Linked DNA regions of Mus musculus: regions 2, 3 and 4 are each linked to region 1. The links are chromatin contacts, called in public Hi-C and HiChIP or PLAC-seq maps. All regions are on one chromosome and are shown on one strand. The core of a region is the stretch at or near the end of the contact, and the rest is flanking DNA. Distances in the headings are between cores, read along the strand shown.

The links. Hi-C and Micro-C count contacts between places; a contact is called where the count stands out from the background. HiChIP or PLAC-seq counts read pairs in DNA pulled down with a chosen protein or histone mark.
Region 2: an H3K4me3 HiChIP or PLAC-seq map of craniofacial prominence shows a contact between it and region 1, with 6 times the contacts expected there. The contact joins two enhancer-like sites. A contact is called at or near these places in 2 of 39 promoter capture datasets (cranial neural crest and frontonasal cranial neural crest), 1 of 15 datasets of contacts at CTCF or cohesin (the NIH/3T3 cell line) and 3 of 115 datasets of contacts at active chromatin or transcription factors (craniofacial prominence, embryonic stem cells and stem cell-derived neural progenitor cells).
Region 3: an H3K27ac HiChIP or PLAC-seq map of stem cell-derived neural progenitor cells shows a contact between it and region 1, with 4 times the contacts expected there. The contact joins two enhancer-like sites. A contact is called at or near these places in 2 of 115 datasets of contacts at active chromatin or transcription factors (epiblast stem cells and stem cell-derived neural progenitor cells).
Region 4: a contact with region 1 is called in a Hi-C map of the C2C12 cell line, with 2.7 times the contacts expected there. The contact joins two enhancer-like sites. A contact is called at or near these places in 1 of 15 datasets of contacts at CTCF or cohesin (the NIH/3T3 cell line), 16 of 484 Hi-C or Micro-C datasets (the 3T3-L1 cell line, 3T3-L1-derived adipocytes, the C2C12 cell line and 12 more), 1 of 115 datasets of contacts at active chromatin or transcription factors (embryonic fibroblasts) and 1 of 9 other capture datasets (embryonic stem cells).

What each region holds. Positions count from the first base shown.
Region 1 is chr12:52,834,090-52,837,351 of GRCm38.p6, reverse strand. All of the region lies in intron 2 of Akap6 (A kinase (PRKA) anchor protein 6), which reads right to left. Among named protein-coding and RNA genes, the nearest start is that of Gm51971, 37 kb to the right of the region's middle. Within about 2 kb of position 1,716, at least 125 of the 459 cell types and tissues checked have an H3K27ac peak or open chromatin away from gene starts, as enhancers often do. A contact at or near this core is called in the C2C12 cell line, the NIH/3T3 cell line, craniofacial prominence and 2 more, where this site is marked.
Region 2 is chr12:51,843,892-51,847,153 of GRCm38.p6, reverse strand. Gm34894 (a long non-coding RNA gene) reads left to right here. Exons shown (of 3, transcript XR_381584.4): 2 at 1,993-3,262. Among named protein-coding and RNA genes, the nearest start is that of Gm34894, 6.3 kb to the left of the region's middle. Within about 2 kb of position 1,678, at least 392 of the 459 cell types and tissues checked have an H3K27ac peak or open chromatin away from gene starts, as enhancers often do. A contact at or near this core is called in the NIH/3T3 cell line and craniofacial prominence, where this site is marked.
Region 3 is chr12:52,185,641-52,188,902 of GRCm38.p6, reverse strand. All of the region lies in intron 6 of Nubpl (nucleotide binding protein-like), which reads right to left. Among named protein-coding and RNA genes, the nearest start is that of Nubpl, 90 kb to the right of the region's middle. Within about 2 kb of position 1,737, at least 68 of the 459 cell types and tissues checked have an H3K27ac peak or open chromatin away from gene starts, as enhancers often do. A contact at or near this core is called in stem cell-derived neural progenitor cells, where this site is marked.
Region 4 is chr12:52,282,925-52,286,186 of GRCm38.p6, reverse strand. The region is part of intron 7 of Nubpl (nucleotide binding protein-like); the gene reads right to left. Among named protein-coding and RNA genes, the nearest start is that of Gm40423, 77 kb to the left of the region's middle. Within about 2 kb of position 1,501, at least 15 of the 459 cell types and tissues checked have an H3K27ac peak or open chromatin away from gene starts, as enhancers often do. A contact at or near this core is called in the C2C12 cell line and embryonic fibroblasts, where this site is marked.

The DNA of each region.
Region 1 (3,262 bases), core at 467-2,966:
GAATCAGAACCATTTTAAACCATGGGGAAGGAGACAGTCAAAAAAGGGTTCTTAAACTAAATGCAAGATCCAATGAGGTTGAAGTAATCTACAAACCCTGGTGGCTCTGGGGGCTGCACTGAGCTCAGCAAGATGCCGCCCGTGCCTTTTGTTTGTGTAGCAGAAGGTAGCATGGATTTAGTTTGATGCCAAAACAGTCTACCATTCTGGTTGTCTTAAAGCCTTGAAACCAGAGGTTCTCAGGCCTTGGATCCCCTTTCACAAGAGTCACATATCCGCACATCAGATAATTACGTTACAATTCATAACCTTAGCAAAATTCTAGTTATGAGGTAGCAATAAAATAATTTTATGGTCGGGGGTCGCCCACAACACGAGGAACTGTGTTAAAGGGTTGTAGCATTGGGAAGGGTGAGAACCTCTCCTGAGACCTTCTCTTCTCAGAGAATCCTAATGGTAGAGTTCAAAATCCTACAGTGTTTCCATATCAGAGGACTTGTTTGTCTGCACTGCTTGTCTATGCTACGCATAGCAACCAATATGAAGTTGCTGCTGACCTATAGAAACAGTGAATCCATGGGCTTCAGCCTCCACTGTTGTAAGTCGGCTGGATATGGGAACCAGAGGGCTGAGGATACAAGGAAGTGGATATATAAAAAGAGATTTATTTTATGTTAATAATTTTTTTTACTTCACCTCATTGAAGTTGGGTCACAAAATCAAATGCCAAACCTCTTCGCATGGAAGGAATTAAACATTCCTAGCACTGCTGAAAAAGCAAGGCGCGCTCCGCTGTCTGCGTTAGATCCATGACCCAACTGTAACAGAGTGTGCCAAATAAGTCTAACCACGAACCGAGACAGGGAAAGCAGGGCGCTCTGCCCACTGTGCCAGCACAAGAACCACGTGCGTAGCAGGTGAACAAGCTCCCCTGAGAACAAGACCAGGCCGCTACCTGTCATGCAAAACCCTGGATTTTCCAGTCCTCCTTGCTGTAATTCGCACTCCCTTCAAATGCATCTTGTCCAGGCTGGTTTGCTAAAACAGCTGGATGAATCTACAGGAATGCAGAGAGCGAGGGAACTGCCACGCCTGGCTTCCCCAGCCCTCTCTTCCTTTCTCCCTTCATCCTTTGGAATTTTGATTAGATTATGACAATTTGGCTCGTTCCAGGAGCAAACACTGCATCTTCTGGCTTTTCTAGTTTGAAAAACAGATGGTCCCTTCACTGGGCCCAGGGGAAAAGGAAAACAACTTGTTATCAAGAATTTCCTTTGGCTTCTGCTTTGCAGTTTCTAGTTTCCCAACATGCAATTCCTTGACGAGCTGGTGCGCTTGTGGGCTAGAGCCAGTGTGAGCATCCAGGAAGCAGATCTGTAGCAACTTTTGTCTCCCCTTGCCCATTCTCCCAGCCCAATCCTCATCCCTGGCCCAGTGCCTTCAGAAGTCAGAGCAATAGAACCCTAACCTGTTATTTATGTTACTCGAAATCACTGTTTCGAAACTCAATGTAAATTAAGCTACGGGTCAACCTCAGAGAAAATTAATACAGAGTAAACTATTTTCTATACTGCAGTTCCAAAACCCCAAAGGGGTTTTTATTTGAGCAAAAATATACATGCTTAAAGGAGCTCCTTGGCCCAACTTGAATCGCTCTGAGTGAGACAGAGTCCAGTTTGAACTGGATTTTCCTTTGTAATCTCTGTGGCATTCCAAACATTTCTACACATCAGGATTACATCATATTCCCCCCTCCCTCCTCCCCCTTCAATACAAACAGCCATTATACCCCATTTTCATGACCTTCGGGTTCCCAGTATCAAATTACCCAGCTGGTAATTTCTATCTCCCTTGGTTGCTAAGAGATGGCGATGGTCCAGACCAAACTAATATTCCTGAACGCTGAACCTCAAGTTGCCATAGGAGTGAATGAAACTCAGCCGGAGCACAAAAGGGCTCACCATTTGGCAGCCAGGCTGTGTGTCTTTCACAGCTGCAGGAGACAGTTGGTCCAGAGAACCTTTCTGCCATCTCCCTGCCAAGTCACTGCCACGTTCTCAAGCGGTTGACACAATGGCTTTCAGCAGAAGAGCTGCCATTTACATTACAGAGATCAGTCTGCTGTCCCACCGTCTCTTCTGAATTAAGTTTCATGGTTCCATAGCTAAAGCCCCCCCCACTCCGATACAACAAGCCCTTTTAATGACAACAGTCACAGAGAAGGCACTTGTAGGAAATGCTAGTGTATCTCTCCTCCTTGTGGCCTGGCCTGCTTGTCTGCTCAGGCTCTTACTCCCCAAGCTGCTACTCTGGGGCTCTCAGATGAGCCCTTCCTGGGTATTGTCCCACCATGGCCACATCTCCCCTGGGAGCTTTCCACACTGGGAAAGCTTTTCCTGGCTGCTCTCTGGAGAGGATCCAAAGCTGGAGGGAGACACCTCAGGGCTCCTGATTAAAAGCCCTCGCCTCTACGGTAGATGCTCGAGGATAATTTGGCTAATCGGTCAGCTTGATCTGGTTTCAGATTCCTCTGACATTTTCTCATCCTCAACAAACCTTCAGAATGCAGAATTCAGAACCCCAGGTCCAGGATGGACTGCCTAGGGACCTGTGACAAACGTCAAACGTCACATTTCTTGTAAGAACAAAGGTTTCTAAGCTTTATGCTTTGAAGGCTCATTTTTCAAGTTAGAGCTCATAATTTGTTAGCCCAGGTCATACCCCAGGATTCCTAACACTCTGCAATATCTGTGTTTCCAAACAGAGTCCTGCAACAGCATGCCCAGCTTTAACTTTAGCCAATCCAGTCAGGTAGCAATGTCAGCAGGATCCCGTAAAATGGAGAAGAAAGACACAGATAATGAAATAAACTAGGAAGACACTTCATACCTTGGACAGAGGTGCCTGTGTCAATTAACACTAATTATTCAATCAAGACATTTGCCCTAGTGGGAGGCACAGACTCCATTCACCCCAATTAAGCCAGTGGATGCTGAAAGGATTTACAGGAAAAGCAAAGGAAGGTAGAATATATTCAGCAGTCGAGAGGCACGGGGATGTGAATCCGTCCTAGCTCGTGGCCGTGACCTTGGAATTCCCTGTTGACGTGTAAGACAACCCAAGAAAGGTTGTGCATGATAATCTGCAGTTTAGGACATCTGAGTTCTGCTGCAGCATGCGTTACCGTATACCCTCACCAGCAGACTGCAGGGCCAGTCACGGGTCAAATAACTTCTGCTTTCTTTAAGCCCTTCGATAATTA
Region 2 (3,262 bases), core at 429-2,928, 990 kb after region 1:
CATTTATGTGGTAAACAAAACGTTTAGGCTGTCGGTTATCGGTGTGGAAGAAGAAGGATGTGAGGGAAAGCAAGAGGCGGACTTCCGGGTTACGAGAGATGTTTTATTTTGTGAGTTGGTGTGACCCCTCTCCTGTTTCTTTGTTATTGTTCTTGGAGCTACTCAGATATACCTTTTTGCTTGTTTGTTTTTAAGGCGGGGTCTCATGTAGCTCTGCCTAGTCTCAAAACTGCTATGTAGGCAAGGCTAACCTGGAACTCCTTCCCGTTCCTCCGACATCACCTTCTCCTTTGAAGCATGCATCAGAGCCATTCACCATCAAGCCCGGCTCCATATATTCTGTATGTTAAGTTGGGGTTTTGTCTTATTTTTCTAGACAGGGTTTCTCTGTGTAGCTTTAGCTGTCCAGGAACTCACTCTGTAGACGAGGCTGGCCTTGAACTCAGAGATCCACCTGCCAAACACTAGGATTAAAGGCATTTGCCATCACACACACACCCCAGCTTTACATAGGTTTTATATGTGTTATAAGGCACTGAACTTACAACTTTTCTTATAGGAAGCTTTATTTCAACTATGTTCATTTGGGTGTTATGTATAGAAACAGAATGAAAGCAATCTATTTGGGTGAATTATTAAAGTGAAACATTGTTGCGATTCATCATGTGAAGGTGTGTCTCTCTGTATATTCAAGTGTTAATGCTGTGCTTGCAGAGAGCTAAACATTAGCAGGATCTGGTATTGTTATTTCCTTGGCCCATCACTGGTCTCATATTTTGTAAATATTTGTTCTCCCTCACCTGCCTAAGGCAGTCTAGAATTGTATCTCATCGGCTTTAATGAAGGCCCATAGCTGAGCAGGAAGTGGAAGGTAGGAGATAGGGACGCTGGGAGAAGAGTTGGGACACAGGAGATTCAGCAGCACGTGCGGAGGTGGACTGAGAGCCCTGGCGGAAAGGTAGAACTGGCCATGGGGCAGGATGCAGGCCAGAATTAATCAGGATAGAGTCCTTGCAAGACTGCCAGCTAAGGCCTGAGCTTTAAAATATTAACAAACCTCTGACATTATTTATATAGCTGGCAGGTCTATAGAAAGTCCTGTTATAAAATATGATGAATAGAATATTATTTAAGTGCTTAAAATATGGTAAGGGAGAAAAGGCTTTTAAGTTACCAAAACAAAAGTGACAAAAACTAATAAGCATATGATGACCTCAGCCATAATAGAGCTGGTTCTTAGCAAAATGGATTTTAAACATCTCTCCTTATATTTTTCTTCTGTTGTTTTGTTTAGGTATTTGTATTTGGTTTTTGGAAATACAAATTCAAGCCAGGCAGTGATGGCGCATGTCTTTAATCCCAGCACTTGGGAGGCAGTGGCAGGCAGATTTCTGAGTTCGAGGCCAGCCTGGTCTACAGAGTGAGTTCCAGGACAGCCAGGGCTACACAGAGAAACCCTGTCTCAAAAGCCCACACCCCCCTCCAAAAAAAAGAAAGAAAGAAAAAAGAAATACAAATTCAGGTTTCAAACTCTCAGGCCTCCTGTCTCAGCCTCACAGGATACAAAGCATGGGTGACTGGCCTGATGATGTTCTTTTTAATAGTTAAACATTTTACTACCAAAGGAAAACAGACTGTTAGCTGGGTCTGGCAGAACATGCCTGTCAATGGGGGGTGGCCGCAAGACCAAGAGTTCAAGGTCATTCTCAGCTCTCAGGTACCCTGGGCTGCATGGGATGATGGATCTTGACTCAAGAAAAAGAAGAAAAATGGCTTTTACAAAAAAGCATGTTTTGGCCCCCCAATAAACCAGTATTGCCAGAAACTGCTCTGACTTCTAAGGTTTCATGCCTGAGAAAGTTTTCATGGGAAACAATAAAGGTCACAAAACAACTTTCCTTCAGATGTCCTGCCCTGTGCCGCAATGTTTGCCAAGAACTGTTTCCCCGCCTCCTGGTTCCTCTCATTGGCCCGTTGGTCTTTCCATCACAGGTGACCTCCAGTATCTTGGTCCCACATAGCTCAGGGTGAAGAGCTGAGTAATCCTGAACCTGGGGCTGCTGCCGGAACAACCTTTCACACAGTGCCCACTGCTCCCGGTTGCACAACATGTTTGACTGCGAGAGATAAACGCCAGGTTTACATTTGACTCCAGTCACCTTCGGGGCCAGCAGCCGGAGCCTGTAAACAGCACCCACTCCTTTAGAAAGGCGCGACTTTCCCAAAGTCCTGCCTTCCGAGCGCTGCGCCAGGCTGGGAGGAGGTGGACAAGGAAGGGGAGTATTCCAAAGAAAAAGGAGGCTACAAGCAAGCTCTCGACTCTGTTTAGGAAGAAAAGGAAGAGCCGAGCTGAAGCATTGGCCCTGCGGGGGGTGGGGGTGGGGCTCATTTTGTGAACTGGAATTTAAGAACTAAAACTAGTCCCCCTAACGTGTTTCTGTTTACCCATCAGAAATCAATCTCTGATTGGAGCAGGTACTTTTTCCTCCGTAAAACAGGCCAAAGAGGAAACGGAACTGTCTTAGTACTAAAATAATCTGTAATTTAATTGATGTTGCATGTTAGGCTTATTGAAGACACCACTATGAGAAGATTCTGTGCTTTGTTTTCTGACACTGAAAACTGCAGGGTGGGGGCGAGAAAAATCCCCCCACGACTTCACACAGGTTATAGGAGGAAAACTAATAGTCGAGAAGGAGGGATTTCAGTGGATTCTTTCAAGAATAAACATGTCTTACTCAGATCTTGAAGCCTGTGACTATCGAGTACATCTAAGTACATCGAGTTCCTTCTGTTGGTTGAAGCTAGGTTTGCTGCGTCTTGAGTCCAGATGGAACAATGACACTAAGACAAAGCCTTAAGCAATTTTGTTTGCTAATAAGATGTCAGACCACTAATGAAAGGGCAGCTTGCTTTGGCTTAGGAGAGCAAGCTTCCCATAGAAAGCAGCTCCTAAGTGTGAAAGAGCAATATTTGATTCCCTTCCTCCCTAGTGGTAAAAAAGATGTTTTTGAGTGGCTAGCAGAGAGGAAGAGAAGGCTAGCCGTCTACTGATAAGATAGGATCATAGGAACATTTGTTTGGTTTTGCTTTGCAGATGGGGACTGAAGCCAGGGAAGCTTGCCTGCTAGGCAAGCACGCTGTCACTGAATTATCCCTCCCCACCCCCACCCCTCCGGCCCACATAGGGAAAATTCTGTAGTCGTTAAGATCGCTGTCGGTCCAGCTGCCCTTCTCCAAGACTGAGTAAGACATTGTGAGC
Region 3 (3,262 bases), core at 488-2,987, 650 kb after region 1:
GATTAAGTTTTCAAAGAAGTCTAGAAACCATGCCTTTTTTTTTTTTTTCTTAAAGATCGTATTCTTTAAAGTACAAGTTTTTGGTGCCTGAAAGACTACTTTCTGTCCAATTGAATCAGTGTTCTTAATTCTTTTTGTTTGTTTGTTTGTTTGTTTGTTTGTCTTGGTTTGGGGGGGTATATTTTTATTTTTAAAATCATCATATACATGTTAAAAGATAGCATATACATATAACATATGTAAAAATACGTTTTTTGTAATTGTGCCACCTCCTTTCCCACTCATTACCCACATTGACCTTTGTAGACTCTCCCCCTCAGTCTCTTTTCCTCTTTCTTTCTTCCTTCCCTCCCTCCCTCCTCTTTTCTTTTCTTTTCTTTTCTTTTCTTTTTTCTTTTCTTTTCTTTTTCCTTTTCTTTTCTTCTTTCTTTCTTTCTTTCTTTCTTTCTTTCTTTCTTTCTTCCTTTCTTCCTTTCTTCCTTTCTACCTAAGGATTTATTGTTCTGCCAGCTACCCTGCCAGGATAACATGTAGCATTATCCAGTTAATGTAACTCAAGTGTTATTGAGGCACCTGTGAGATTACTAGCCACACTCCAGTTTCTGGGTGCTCCACCATAACTGTTACCCCAATAGCTCTACTCAACTGGTAGAGCAGAGGATTGTAGTATTCTTAATTCTAAATGCTTCGCAGAGATCCATCAAATCACTTTTAAACATGATGAGCACCTGATAAAGAATGAATATGGTGAGATATCAACTGACCACAATGACACCCAGTGACTTCACCTGCAAGTGAATGCATTCTCAGAGAACAGGTGCCCTGAAAGACAATACATCTTCTTGGTGTGCTTAGACAGAACTAACTAACTTAATTGTCTTAAAATGTCATTTAATACTGTATCTCTTGGCCTAATTGTCTAAGAGCCTTTGAAACTTACTGTATAACAAAGTACTTTCTATTATTTATATGTCAAAAGAAGAAAAATGAATAATCTCCTTAGAAACTGGCCAACTATGAATGACAACAAAGAAACTCATGTGTTGCAATGTCTTCTTGCCACCATTTGTGGCCACAGTCACAGATTCCTGCAGTTATCACGACTGCCCAACAAGAAGAATTTTAGAACTTGACTCAGTTAAATGCAAATACTTACAACTACTAACCTTAAACTGAACTCTGATAAGTGCCTACCTGTGATCTGTGGGTAGAATAATGAATATGATAGAGAAAACAGCTTGCATCACCGGATAATGCATGCTTTTGCTATGTACACTTCATATGAAATAGTACTGCTAATAAAACTTTATATATACTTATTTCCACAAGACATTAGCCATTACCTAATAAACCTCTATTCTTGCAAACATTAAATACAGAAAAGAACTTGGTTGTTAATTAAACACTGGGAAAAACAGGCCTATTATAGCTTCTTGTATAATCACTTGCCATTTGCAAAACTACGTATCAAACTCGTTTGGCCCTTCCCAGGAGAGGTACTTAGGGGAGTTCAAACATTTTCTTTTTTCATTTTATACAGGATTAAGCAGAGTTTAGCCCAACTCAAAGGAAAAATTCTTTAGGAAACCAAGGGCTGAGAGCATTCCTTATTCAAAAGTGAAATTCCATTGTCAGGGAAATCACTAATACCAACTATCAAGGGGAAATGTCTCATTCCTGTTGCAGGATCAGCTAAAATGAACTGCTTCTCTAGTTGCTAGGAAACAACCACTCATTATATGCCATTATCAGAGCCCTAGAGAGAAAAAACCTGGCATCTGCTCCACATTTGGGATATGAGAGACTGAACTAAAACCTCTGAAACTACTGCCAAAATCCCCAGTTCCGAGTGTGTGCTGTGCCGAGGCGGGTGTCCCCTTCTCCCAGACTTGGAAGTTTTCCCTTCTCCACTTCTTTCTCTAAGCACTATGATTATTTTTTTCCCAATATCCTATATTTCCAAACTTAAAGATTCTAAGAAAAAAAAAAAAACTTCCTCAGGAATCCTAACGGAGAAATTAAAAACCAGTTGTAATTCATGGAGTAGAAGACACTAAATTGTTCTACCTTTAAAGATTAAGATCAAAACAGAAAATAGAAAACACATTATCTCAAACATGAGGAGAATAAGAAGAAACAGTAATAAATTCAGTACTAATACATTCCAGCATTTCTCAGCCTGGTTTTCTGCTTTTATATCCTGACATACTTTTCTGCAGTGCATCACAGAATGCACTCCTGTTGGGTTGTAGGCAGGGTGGGTGGGGGGAGGGGGTTGCAGCTGGGAGCACAGAGAGGCCTTCCACAGGAGATTAAGCTGCCACTCTGTAGGCAAAGGCCTTCTTCATGGCTCCCCAAGGTGGATCTTGGTGAAAAAGAAGCAGTCCATGGTTCTAAACAGCTTATTGTCATGACGGAAAGTGGATGTGTAAAACCATGGCCCCTTTCTCAGGGTGGGCCTGAGATGAAATACCTTTGGCAGGAAGGAATGTCTGGAAAGGGAAGCTGACTGACTAAGCCCTCTGGGCCTCTAGATACCTCATTAGCATGAAGAACTCTATTTTGGGACAAGTCTCTTTTATGTGAGAAGCATGGCATGTGTTCCAAGTCAGGAGTCTGGCAGGGAGCTGGGAGTTACCTCAGCCTCAGGCATGTGCCCACCTAGTCTCTGGGTCTTGACCTGCTCTACCTTATCAAACTTCCTGCCATGGTTTTACGTCCTACACAGTCCCAAACACACCCCATATTTACTCACCAATCTTCTCCCTTCCTTTTAACACATGAGGTTCCAAGAAGACCAGGTGAAAACATACAGATATTTTACAAGAAATTGGCAAGTTGAAATCAATAAACTTCCAATCCTATCACTTCTGTATTCTGAGGATTAAGATATCCTCAGAAGCTAATGTAAATGGGTTAAAGTAGCTGCCAACTACTACATAGTGAAGGGTGTTTCACTATGTTAGAGTAATTCTTCCACCTCCCATTCATGGTCAGGGCATTGTAATGACTCCTTGCTGCATTCTGAACTCAATACTAACCAGTCCTTGGTATAATGTTGAATTTGCTCTCAAGGGACCTGCCTTACAGAAATGGCATGCCCAGCCTCTCCCAACTTCATTCTTGTTCCCATATTAACAGGGTCACTTCCTAGCAAAATATAGAAAAAAAAATACAGGAAGCTCATTTAAATACCAGATTCTTCTTTAAAGTGTGGACATGCCCTAAATTATCCCTTATATCTCTAGTACTCAACCTACCT
Region 4 (3,262 bases), core at 252-2,751, 550 kb after region 1:
CCCCTGGCTTCTGAAATCACAGCTGACTGAGCAGCACAGCCAGAGCATTGCAACCTCGTTATTCAGACGCGTGTTGATGAGACACTTATGGGGCCAGCCACCCAGAAGTCAGGGGTCTAACTGGTACACCAGAAAAAACCGAGGACTGCCACAGAGTACTCGGTGCTAACACAGAGGATGTGCATGGAGTCCTGAAGCTCTACTGAGCGACAGGAAGAGGGAGTGGTGAACGTGATGTGAAGGGTGGAGAAGTGGAAGACAAGGAGAAGCAATACAGATGGCCAGAAAGAGCCAATTCCTAAGCTGGGTTTTAAAAGTTTGTGTTCTGAAAAACTCACACAGTAATTGATGGGTTGGTTCCGGTAAAGTGAAGGGCTATGGTAGAAATGTGGATGCAGACTGGTCAGGCTTGAATGGAGTCAACATTGAGTGATGGGGACCCTGTACACACAGATGGCCCTGGGAGAGTGTTTGTTGAAATGCAAAGACTTGGTATGATTAGTGGATTCTGTGACCTTCATGAATTCTGTGGTTTAGATACTCCAATAACCAGTATCACACAGCTTACAGTTTAATACACAAAAACACAGCATTTCAGAGCCCAGACAGACAGTCTATCAGAGCAAATAAAAATAGAGGAGAGATTAGCAACTAATACCTGATTAGGTGAAGTAAAGGTGAAGTGGTGCCACAGACTACTGTCTGAAGGTCCTGGGAAGGGCCAGGTAAGGGAAAAGAGCAGGACCACCAAGTGACACAGCACACAAACGGGGAGACAAGCAGAGCAAGCTACAACAAGCAATATCCCATGGCATTTCTCCAACAGGAACCCACAAACTCTTTTGGAATCAACATTTCTTCTCATCAAAATATCAATAATTTGAATGTCATTGATATTTTTTTTAAAGTTTTGGTTGTACGTCTTTATTAAACTTTTATTTATTTATTTTCTATCTAGCAGTAACTTTAGAAGAAGAGGTCTTATCTATTATCAACTTTGAGATAAAAATATATAAGGATTAAAAATCTGATCCTATAGCTGATGGGCTGTGTGACCACGTTGGCTTCAATTTCTTTCTCACAAATGGCACAGTAATACCATTTCTGAGGGTTGCAGTACTACACCACTGCTAGACACTGATATCTGTTATGATGCCTTGCATCTAAAAAGAGGTGCTATTAAAAAAATCCGCTACTATGTTTATGATTATTAATAAAATGCCTCAGAAGATGCCAGGAAGGTTGTTTCCTTGTGCCATTAGACAGATCATTCTAGTCTTAAAACAGTTTCATGGAGCATTCCTGCTTTCTTTTATTAATTTCTCTGGTTAACAACCCAAAAGCTAGACCATAGTTCTTTCTTTTAAAAGATGATTAATCACATCTCTGCAAAAATTATTCTCTACACATACAAAGTATTTCCACAATCTGCCACCTCCTCAGCCCTGTTATTAATATATTTCCATATACAGTCATGTGGAAGGAATTAATCCTAGCTCTGGCCCCATCTAGCTGTGACTAATCTTGGGCAAGAAACTCAGAAACACCCTAGGTCTCAGTTTTCTTGACTGTAAAACTGGAGTGTGTATTATATTGTTTCCAAGGCCTCCTATGACTGTATGATCTAGCATTTGCTCCTAACTGTATTTCTAAACCTTGCCCCTGTTTAACCTGACTGCCCCAGTTATCTTATTAAGTGGAAGTAAGGACTGCCTCTCAAACCTAGACTGTTTTTTCCATAGAGGAACAAGGAGCTTTGTGGGTTGTTTCCTCCCAATCTTCTCCCTCACAATTTACCCACTACACAGGGTGTTCTCTATTGTATTAGCTCTAAAGACTGCTCTGAACTCTAGCCACAGTACATAAGTGCATTCTTGCTCAACTATTCTTGTCTACTATTTGTATCTCATTACACGATACAGGTTCATGTTTTTATGGTCTGTACGTGTGTCCTCCAAAGGACTTACTTACTAGAGGCCTAATCTAATGGTGGTACTAGGGTGATATAGGACCTTTAAAAGGTGGGGTCTGATGTTCTACTACCCAGCTTTCTGTGGTTACTCCAGGTAACAGACTCATCTCTAAAGATATAAAAAGGGAAATGAGACGATAGAAGGGAGAGTTTACCTGGAGTCAGTAGAGGGAGGGAAACGCTAAGCAAGAGGGAAAAAGGAATAGAGAACACCAAGGATGATTGAAAACTCCATGGGGAAACAGGATTCTATGTTTATTTGAAACTACTATTAGTACATATACATTTGGAGATGCTCATACCATGGGATGACCACTAAGAAGAAGCCACTAAGCAGCAGCACCCACCCCCATGCCCCCATGGCCTCTGAATTAGCTCCTGACTCTAGATTCCTGACCTGCTTGAGTTCCTGCTCTGACTTCCTCCTTTGAAGAACATTGATGTGGAAGTGTAAGGCAAATAAACCCTTTCCTCCCCAATTTGTTTTTGGTCATAGTGTTTCCTCACAGCAATAATAACCCTAAGGAGGATAGTGTATAAACACATATAAATAACTTACATGAAGTTATGCCACAAAGGGTAAAATGTTTTTACCAAGAACCAAAGGCTATCTAACAAAAGCCCTGGTGCCAAGCATGGAAACTTTGAATTGTTGGTCAGGGGACTCCAAAAGATACCTCAAGCAACATTGGACACTACTGTTTCCCTTGATTGCCTCCCAGAACATGAAGGTAAGAACCTAAATGCTGAAGACACCACATACTTCAGAACAGAACTTAAAATTAAGTTGCAATTGACCTGGAAGCCTCCTCCCTGACAGCTGGCTCTCAGTATTCAAAGGTGCAATTGCCAAGGCAGAAAAGCAACCAATAGTGCTATTCAGCACAACAATGGCTGGATTGTCAGGAGATGCACAATAGTACCACGGTGGCACCTTTACCCCAGGGGTCACCAACACTTGTCTAACTGGATTTAAAGCCCACTTAATAGGAGGGAAATCAACCTACTATACACCTAGTCAATTATCCAAAGCTAGAGATGTCATAGGCCCAAGAAGAGAGCCTACTACTACCTTTTCCCCCAAATAATATAATTTCTAACTGTATTCTAAATACTTATCTTAAGTCTTTCCAAATACATGTAGCTCTCACCCTTTATCAAAGAAGATTCTCTTTGCAATAATGCAAGTTACAGAGATCCACAACTAATCAGTATGTAGAGAATTGGTGACTATGGGGTCTCTGACCTCAACAGATACATCTGCAACACAACCCCTTGCACCTAAGGCTC